Linked DNA regions of Mus musculus: region 1 is linked to region 2. The links are chromatin contacts, called in public HiChIP or PLAC-seq maps. All regions are on one chromosome and are shown on one strand. Each heading gives the region's core, a stretch centred on a gene start, on an enhancer-like site or on the middle of the called end of the contact. The rest is flanking DNA. Distances are from core to core; before and after follow the strand shown.

Evidence for each region. HiChIP or PLAC-seq counts read pairs in DNA pulled down with a chosen protein or histone mark.
Region 1: a contact with region 2 is called in an H3K4me3 HiChIP or PLAC-seq map of bone marrow-derived macrophages, with 2.7 times the contacts expected there. The contact joins the promoter of Tmem178 here to the enhancer-like site in region 2. A contact is called at or near these places in 4 of 39 promoter capture datasets (the 3T3-L1 cell line, embryonic stem cells, hippocampal neurons and 1 more), 4 of 484 Hi-C or Micro-C datasets (bone marrow-derived macrophages, cerebellar granule neurons and cerebral cortex), 7 of 115 datasets of contacts at active chromatin or transcription factors (bone marrow-derived macrophages, embryonic forebrain, embryonic stem cells and 4 more) and 2 of 9 other capture datasets (bone marrow-derived macrophages and liver).

The regions. Positions count from the first base shown.
Region 1 is chr17:80,942,160-80,946,313 of GRCm38.p6, forward strand. Tmem178 (transmembrane protein 178) reads left to right here and starts at 2,473. Exons shown (of 4, transcript NM_026516.2): 1 at 2,473-2,929. The coding sequence starts at 2,530.
Region 2 is chr17:80,788,569-80,793,258 of GRCm38.p6, forward strand. No RefSeq gene overlaps it. Among named protein-coding and RNA genes, the nearest start is that of Gm33538, 5.7 kb to the left of the region's middle. Within about 2 kb of position 1,288, at least 19 of the 459 cell types and tissues checked have an H3K27ac peak or open chromatin away from gene starts, as enhancers often do. A contact at or near this core is called in bone marrow-derived macrophages, where this site is marked.

The DNA.
Region 1 (4,154 bases), core at 1,223-3,722, 150 kb after region 2:
AGCACTCTCATTACACACTGCTGGCCCATATTTGTAATGTGTGACATTTTTTATGAAATACTGTCAAAGGCAATCCATCATTGAATAACCTTTAGATTATATGCTGAGGTTGATTTTAAACAGAGACGTAAATGAACTCCGAGGATGATGCTGGTTTTTAAGAAGGGTGTGATCAAAGAGTTCCACAAAGGCAGAACAAATGCCACGGTCTATAAGACACCATGTTCTATAGGCAGGACACTATGTTCTTTTAAGTCACATAGCAGTGACTGAGAAGATTTTCTGCTACCCTTTTTTCACTTGGGGACAGGGTTAGTGTGATGATAATCATGTGACTATGAAATGTGGCTGAGTATTTGTGCCTTGTAGTACATTGGGTGAGGACATGATAAAGGGGCGAAGACAACTAAACATGAAGCAGTCTCGGGGCTTGTAATAACTATCTTGAGAAATGCCATATGGTATATGTATATGTATATATGTGTATATGTATATATGTATATGTATATGACACAGGGCACTCTAAGTTAATTTCAGATGCCAGTTCGACTCACAGTTAAAGGGGCTCTGTATATCTGGAAAGATCTATAATCTTACACATATTATAGAATATAAATAAATGAAACCTTCTAAGTCCCATCATTTCTGTGTAAATCCTGAAAACGCTTCCTCTGCCGGGTTTAGTGCTTCCTGAGAAGGAAAAGCTGATTGTGAGAAGAACACTAAAATTGTAATTCTTTGTCTTCCTTAATTAGACCCAGAGCTCATCACAGTTCTTGCTGAAGCTGTGAGGAAAAATCCAAGCAATAATTCACATTGTCAGGTCAGCAGACACGGGCATGGGGGTCTGATAGGACCAAGATTTGCTTAAGGGATCTTTCTGTGAAGTGAACAGCTAAGAAGAGGTACATGCTCTTCCACAGGAAAAAAAAAATCCCTGAAGACGTGGAGCCCAAGCAGCAATGAACATGGATCGCAGCAGCATCTCGTGTCACCGTTACAGATGCCATTCCATAGGAGGCAGATCAACCACCTCTATACCAACGGACGTGGGGCACTAATTAATAAGTCCCATTAAAGCACGGAGTAATGACATTTAGCATCTAATGAATGCCTCATAATCTCTTCAGTCATTAATATTTCATAGTGTCAGAGCATAAGGATAGCCGTCCTGGACTGGTACAGCATGGTTTTCTGCCTCTGACATGGCCCCAAGGGTGTAGGTGGGACCAGGGTATGGCACCTTGCCATGCAGAATATACATGCGCATCATTCACTCTGTACTTTGGTCCCAAGGATTCCTCTTTTAGAAAGATCCTGCCTGCCATTTTTAGAGTGAACATCTGTGACTCCAGAAAAGCCCTGGAAAAGCAGAAAGCCTCAGATGTTGACCGGTGTAGAGCACTGGTTTGTTGTTGACCCTCGATGACCACCAGGAAAAAAAAAAACTAGTACAGGAGAAAATCATTACTTTGATTTATCACTGGTGGGCTTGCTTTATTCAAAGGCAATAATCACTTGGCAGAGCAGGTGCCACTGCAAGGCCGTATTGATCCAGGAGACGGTCAGTCACTCAGGCGTAGAGATAGCCCAAGAAAAAGAAGTCCATCTCAGAACAGGCAGGAATGAAGTGGGCGGCTATTATCTCTGACTGTGGTTCTGTGGCTCCAGGGACACTGGGCATCTTCTTGCAGAAGCAGGGCTGGAGCAGAGAGAAGGGTTCCAGGCTGCCAGGAGCCCGAGAGAGGGAAGCAGGGCTATTGAGCTAGCTGCCAAGGTCTCTGAGATTGGATCCTTCGGAAGTCTAGAAAAGAGGCTGGCTGCTCTAGATCAAGAGTCTAAAGAGTCAAAACCACACGCGTTCAAGGATGGGATTTGCTCCTGGGAGCAAAACAGAGACAGTGATCAAAATCAACTTGGACAAGAGACAAAGATCCAGCCTGATGTTGGTGGATGTCTTGTAAGGTCGTGGGAGGGACAGAGGATCGGAGGTGGTGTGTGCAGGGGTAGGTGCAGAGAGGGTTGGAATCCAAGGCAGGTATATAAAGGCAGAAGGAGCCAGGGACACAAAGGCCCTCCCGAGTGGGGAAAGAGCGTCTGGAAGAGTTGAAGAAAAGTAAAGGGAAAGTAGGGACGGGGTTAAGAGGAGAAAGGAGGATAGAGAGCAAAGGGAGGATGGAGAGCAGAGGTGAAGGCAGGGAGAGGGGGCTGGAGAGAGGGGGCTGACCGCGGGAGCTGGAAGCAGGGAGAGGGACGAGGGGCGTGATCGGCCGGGGTAGCGGGTGGGTGGGTTGTGGAGTGCGGGGAGCCGGCTTAGGGGGAGGGCCGCGGGAAAGTGAGAGCGCGGGAGGGCGCGGGGCCGGGCGGGAGGAGGCTCCCGCGGGGGAGAGAGGCGGGCGGGCGGCCGTGGGAGGGAGAGTGCGGGGCAGGTGGCAGGGAGGGAGGGCGCTCGGCGGAGCGCCGAGGCCAAGTGCATTGTGTCTGGCGGCGGCGGCGAGCCCACCGGCGGCGGCTGCTGGCCGGGAAGCCATGGAGCCACGGGCGCTCGTCACGGCGCTAAGCCTCGGCCTCAGCCTTTGCTCCCTGGGGCTGCTCGTCACGGCCATCTTCACCGACCACTGGTACGAGACCGACCCCCGGCGCCACAAGGAGAGCTGCGAGCGCAGCCGCGCGGGCGCCGACCCCCCGGATCAGAAGAACCGCCTGATGCCGCTGTCGCACCTGCCGCTGCGGGACTCGCCTCCCCTGGGGCGCCGGCTGCTCCCCGGCGGCCCCGGGCGCTCAGACCCTGAGTCCTGGCGCTCGCTTCTGGGGCTTGGCGGGTTGGACGCTGAGTGTGGCCGGCCACTGTTCGCCACCTACTCGGGCCTCTGGAGGAAGTGCTACTTTCTGGGCATCGACCGGGACATCGACACCCTCATCCTGAAAGGTGAGCGGCGGGCGCGCCCCGCGTCTCTACGTCCGCGCGCGGAGCTCAGCCCGGGCATCCCAGGGGCGCGCGGGTCCCCGCGGTCGCCTCTCCAGTCGCTGCGCTCCGTTGCCCCGCGCATTTTTCACCCTTCCAGATTGCTTCCCTGCTTTCCTTCCCCAGCTACTCTTCTTTCTCCCTTTCCTTGCTCCTTCATCCTACCCTTCTTTTACCATTTTCCTGGACTCCGTTTTACCCCTCACACTGTCTCTTTATCTTCCCTAAGACTCTCTCCTCTGGTCCTTCTCTGTCTGTGCCTGGCTGACTCGGGGTGTAGATATGGATTTTCTTGACAGTGTTCCCAGGGAGGGTGACAGCCACAAAGACTGATCTTTCTCAACTGGGTTCCTTTCCTCAACTTGCATTTTCCTTTGAGACGTGCCCTTTGGAAGAGACAAGGTGTAAACCTCAGAACAAGGAAAGAGGGCTTTCTCATGGATTGAGCTCGCTGGTATACCATTAAATCGAGGTGGCATTCCAGCCTGGAATGGGGAGCGAAGGTCTGTCCTCCAAACACTCCAAGTTCAGGATCTGTTTGAATTGGACTTCGTATTCCCTAATTCACTAGTAAAGGCAGCTAAAGGGATCTAAGACACCGGCTTTACTCATTATTCAACCTTCCAGATGACCACCCTCCTCAGGGTCTAGGAAGCAGCTGAGGAGAGCCAAGGGCCAAGTCCTTGAAAGTAGACTTGCGCTCAGAGATTCTACCTGCCACGCTCTTATGGTTGTGACACTTTGTAGGTTGTCTTTATTGTTTTGTTATTGGGCTTTGCGTTGGTACAGCATCATTTTGCTCTTCTGGAATCTATGCAACACCTATCTTATGTATGGAATCAGGTAGTTTGAATATTTTCTTTGTAATCCTCTCTTGTGGTGATTCCTTTAACTTCTAAAGATCAAACCTTAGTAGAATTTTTTGTCCCCTGAGAGAAAAACAAATAAATAAACTTCTTTTCCTTGGACTCACTGTTCCCAAAAGGAAGTACGAGGTCAGTCCATTTGAAAATATTTAGAAGCAAGTGAACAGATGTAAATTGAATTACAGCCTGCCATGGAACTACCGAGAAAGGAGGGGGTTAATACTGGCCTTCCCCATCTTGTTCTTTGGCATAGTCTTCATTTCTCAAACATGTCAATTTCCTCCTTCCCATGGCTAGCCCAGCTGGGGACTGCCATCCAAATC
Region 2 (4,690 bases), core at 38-2,537:
TTGAGAGTGGGATAGAAGTTTGGTCCAATTGGAAGATGGTGGAACCTTCAAATGATGAAGCGCCACTGGGAAGTCCTTAGGTGGGTGGGATCCTTGCCTTTAAAGAGATTAAGAACATCTCCTGAGATCCTTGAGCTGTCAAGAGTTCTGTAGCAGGAGCCAGCCAGCCAGCTAGAATCCTTCCTGAAAGTTTGGAGATGTGATCTTATTTCTTCTTCCTGTAAAGTCCTTGTGCTGTAAAGCTGTCCCCTCTACACCCTTGAGAGAAACAGAGGCCTAACCTTTCCTCTAACCTTCAGGACTGTGAACTAAATGAGCCCTTTAAAATTTATTTTATTTTTATATTTATTTACTTTGTGTGTATGTGCATACGTGCATGAGGCTTATATGCAAGGGGTGGTGGTGATGGTGATGGAGGTGGTATATGTGTGTGAGTAGCTTATATTTGTGTGATGTACATACGTGTGTGTGTGTGTGTGTGTGTGTGCATATGCCTGCCTTTGTGTGCACATAGAGACCAGAGGAACATTAGGCATCATGCTTTGTTACTTCCTGTCTTCTTCCCTTGGGACAAGGCCTCTTAATGAGTCTGAAGCTGGGTTTGGAGCCAGCAAGCCCCGGTCATCTTCCTGTCACCATCCTCTCCCACTATATCACTAAGGTCACAAGCACATGGAACAATGCCCAGTTTCCAATGGGGATTATGGGAAACCGAACTCAAGGACTCTTGCTGTTCACAGTTTTCTGACCCTCTAAGGCATCTCCCCAAACCAAATCTTATTAGTTAACTAATTAATTAATCAATCAACCTATTTTTACAGCACTGATGCAGTGCTTCACCATAGCAAGTTCCTCCCGTATTTTATAAATAAAGTTGGTCTGCCTCAGTTAGGTCATAGCAACAGCAACAATGAAGAAGAGACAGCCATGTGCAGCTTCTTACTTTACTACCTGACACAGTAATACCTAAGATTCCAAGACGCAAAGCCCTATCCTACCCAGCAAGATAAACAAAGACTCTCTGAGAAGGAACTCACATATGAATATTTGTATACATTCAGACTAAGATGGAAACACACACAGAAGGGATCAAAACCACTTCTCTTCAGAATTTCTAAAATCTCTATTTCTCGAATCTCTATTATTTGGCTAGAGCCTGGCTTATCAAGTCACATCTGACTCTCTGTTCTAAAAGAGCATTTCATGAAGTTGCAAGTTCTCTGTGGGTATCCGCCGTCATCACCCAGTGCCTGACCGCGGACAGTACGTACTCGGCTACAACAATGACTAAGACACATCTCACGGCTCAGTTGTGACACTCAGGACTAAAGGAATGATAATAAATCATTCAAACCCAGCATCACATCAGTCATCGCTTGTCTGTCCCCACTCGGGGGTTATTAACGTGTCAAGGAGACTTTGAAGAAAAGTGAAAGTGATAGTTCTAGCTGCGTTCACGTCTATTTGAAAGGCTAATTTATTTTTAGTGTACTCTCCAGGGGTAAAAAAAAAATCTGTCATTATGGGAACATTTCCCTTAAAATAGAAGAAGGTGTCTTATTTTTAGTCTAATACTAATATTTAGTTCATCAAATGGACTGAGATATTGACGTGCTATCTAAATTATCCAGTTCAGATAAGAATAGTGCCAAGTGATATCCATAGAAGGTTAAATTAATGCCTTACTAATTAATATTTTGGGGATTAACTAATGAGAAGAGATGGCAGGAGTCTCCTGAGTGAGCGGTAACCCATCCAACCGGCAGCCGGGTGTGGCTACAATACAGAATAGAATAGAGCAGAGGTTGAAAAACTTGTTTCTTGTTTTAAATCTTCTTTCTCTTCTTGAGGCCTGGTCTCATATAGTCCAAGCTGGCTTCAAACTCACTCTATAGCCAAGGATAAACGTAAACTTCTGGTCTCCTGTATCTACCTGTCCAGGGCTGGGATTGCAGGGATACCCCACCACATCTGGTTTACACAGTACTGATGTTACATTTGAGCATGCTAGGCAAGCACTCTGCCAATGGAACCACACTACCACACCCACAAAGTATTTTTCTTTTAGGAAAAATGGTACATTGTCTAGGTTTTGCGACTCAGCTCTTGATTTATAGCATTAAAGTAACCAGAGAAGATGTATACATAATAAGATGTGATTGTGCTTTGCGAATAGATTACAGCACTGAGAACGTAGCTCAATAGATAGGGTGCTGGACTAGCATGCGTGAGTCTTGGGTTCAATTCCCAGTACTACATAAACTGATATAGTGATATATGCCTGTCATCCCAGCACAAGGGAGGTAGAAGGCAGGAGGATCGGAAGTTCAAGATCAGCTACATAAGGAGTTCAGGGTCAGATTGGGGCCTAGCTCAACAACACAAAACAACTCCCCCCCAGTAAACTGTAGATGGATTTGGCATGTGTGTCATTGCTGGTCCACTTCGGGAATGGGAAAGCATATCAGCGTTAAGCTGGCACCCAGGCTGCAGTGGAAGTGTAGCAGCAACCATTGGAATTTTAACTAAAAGAAGCTGGTGGGTGTTAGGGTTGTATACAATCAAGGAGGAATAGGCATGAGAAAACATTAATGATACTGGGTGGCAAGTGCGATCTTTGCTAACTGTGTTTTCTGAGGACTTGCTGCTTCCTGTGTTTTATCTCAAATACTCCTGACAATAACCTAAAAGTGTTTCTATGCTAGGTAGGGATCTTTCACATTTTGTAGTTGATGAAACTGAAGTTCAAAGAGGCTATCTAACTTCCTCAATGACCCAGCTAGCAAGTCTACCTGAGATAGGAGACCAGTTAGTCTGACTGTGGATAGTGTTCTATCTCACTGCAAAGGCCAAGGCCAAGGCCAAAGTCATCACAGCTGGAAAGGAATGGGAGGCTTTCTATGTGAATGATGTAGTCTCCGTTCAGGTTGCTAGAGTGCATCATACAGCTTAATGGATCAGCAATAGCATCCATTTTGCATGCAGAACAATCTAGAAGTTGGAGTTAGTATCCTCCTTCTGAGAAAGGGTTTGCTTATTTGTCTGCCTATCCATTTGTTTGTTTTGAAGAGTACAATAGAGACAATGTCTTCCTTTAGAGAAAAAAAATGAGTGAAGCTTGCTTGTAGACCATTGTGGAAGACTGGGGATCTGCAGCTGTAATGGAGCGTTTTTATCACGTCCCTTGAGACTTGGAGAGCAAAGAGAAATGAATGCTAACATGAATCTCATGTTACTTGCTATGCTTTTGTCTTTGGTCTAGAAGTCATCTAGTCTTCCACCAGCATCCACAAATCCGTGACAAGCTGTCATGTTATTCTGCAAGCAGAATAAAATCTCAAACCACAAGAGGTGCAATGGGTCATGACGTCTGCGCTGCAGATTAATTTGGATTGTAGTCTTGTTTTGATCTGTGTGTGTGTGTGTGTGTGTGTGTGTGTGTGTGTGTTTGTATTCACAGTCTCCTTTAATAAACACCTATACACAGACACGGACACATAAACACACACACACACACACACACACACACACACACACACACACCACTACTCCAATAATCTGGCTGAGTTTCCTGAATTTGGGGAGACTGTAGAGGCCAGCAAACCCGGAGTACCTTATCCTGGGAAAGCCACCTTTGTGACAATGGTATCTCTGCTACTACTTCAGTATGTGTCTGCTTTTTGAAATATGGTCGCTCAGAGTTCTGGGCTTGCTGGTTCAGCAAGGCTGCCTAGCCAGCAAGCCTTGGGAATCCACCTCTCTCCACCTCCCTACACCGCCCCACACAACAGGGCTCACCAGCCAGTCCCACCATGCCCTACATTTCACGTGTGTCTGAGGGTTGGACTCAGGTTCTCATGCCGTGGGTCAAGCACTTTATCAACTGAGACATCTTTCCAGTCCCCTTGATCTCTTTAAACCATGGATGAAGGAGAACCAGAAGCAAGCACGGAGGCTGGAGAGAGGCAAGTCTCCACAAGCACCTTTAATTCTTGATTATGCAACCAACAGAGGGGTTTGTTCCTCCAAGTCCTAAAACTGTCCATGTGGAGCCAAGATGCACGCCTGGCTCACTGGGATACTTTTTAACAAACCGTAGCTGCAATACAAACTTTGCATTCTGGCCATAGAACACAGGTGTGTTTCCCAAACGTAGCTGCTCACTAGAATCATGTGGCAATGACAAAGCATATTTCTAAGTACCATGACATACAAACAGGGGGAGAGGCTTGGAAACTGTTGCCTGTGCCCTGTACTACTCGTTGTCACCTGACCCTACCTGCCCTTGGGGGTTGGAGGTGAGGTGGCCCAGAGTCAATGACACAGACTGCTAGAGCAGGTGAGAAATGCTGAAGCAAGCTCCTCTGAGTACTGGTGCAAGTTCCTTTAATACCCTCTTACCCATGTTCCATTGATCCCAAGAAAGCATCTCTTCTAAACAGCACTTCCTGATTGGCTGGCATTGTCTGCACAGCAATCCTTGGTCTCTCATGCAGTCCTCAATTAGGTCCTCCTGCAGGAGATGCTTTTGTGGCTGTGTGGACCCCGGCATTTCCTGCTACAGGAAATCAGTATTTTACAAACGTCTCTGGCATTAGAGGAAGTCAATCCTTGTAGTATTCTAATAAAGGCTGGATTCCACAGTAGAAAAACTATGGTTTCTCTGTATCAAAAAGTATCCATTTGTTGT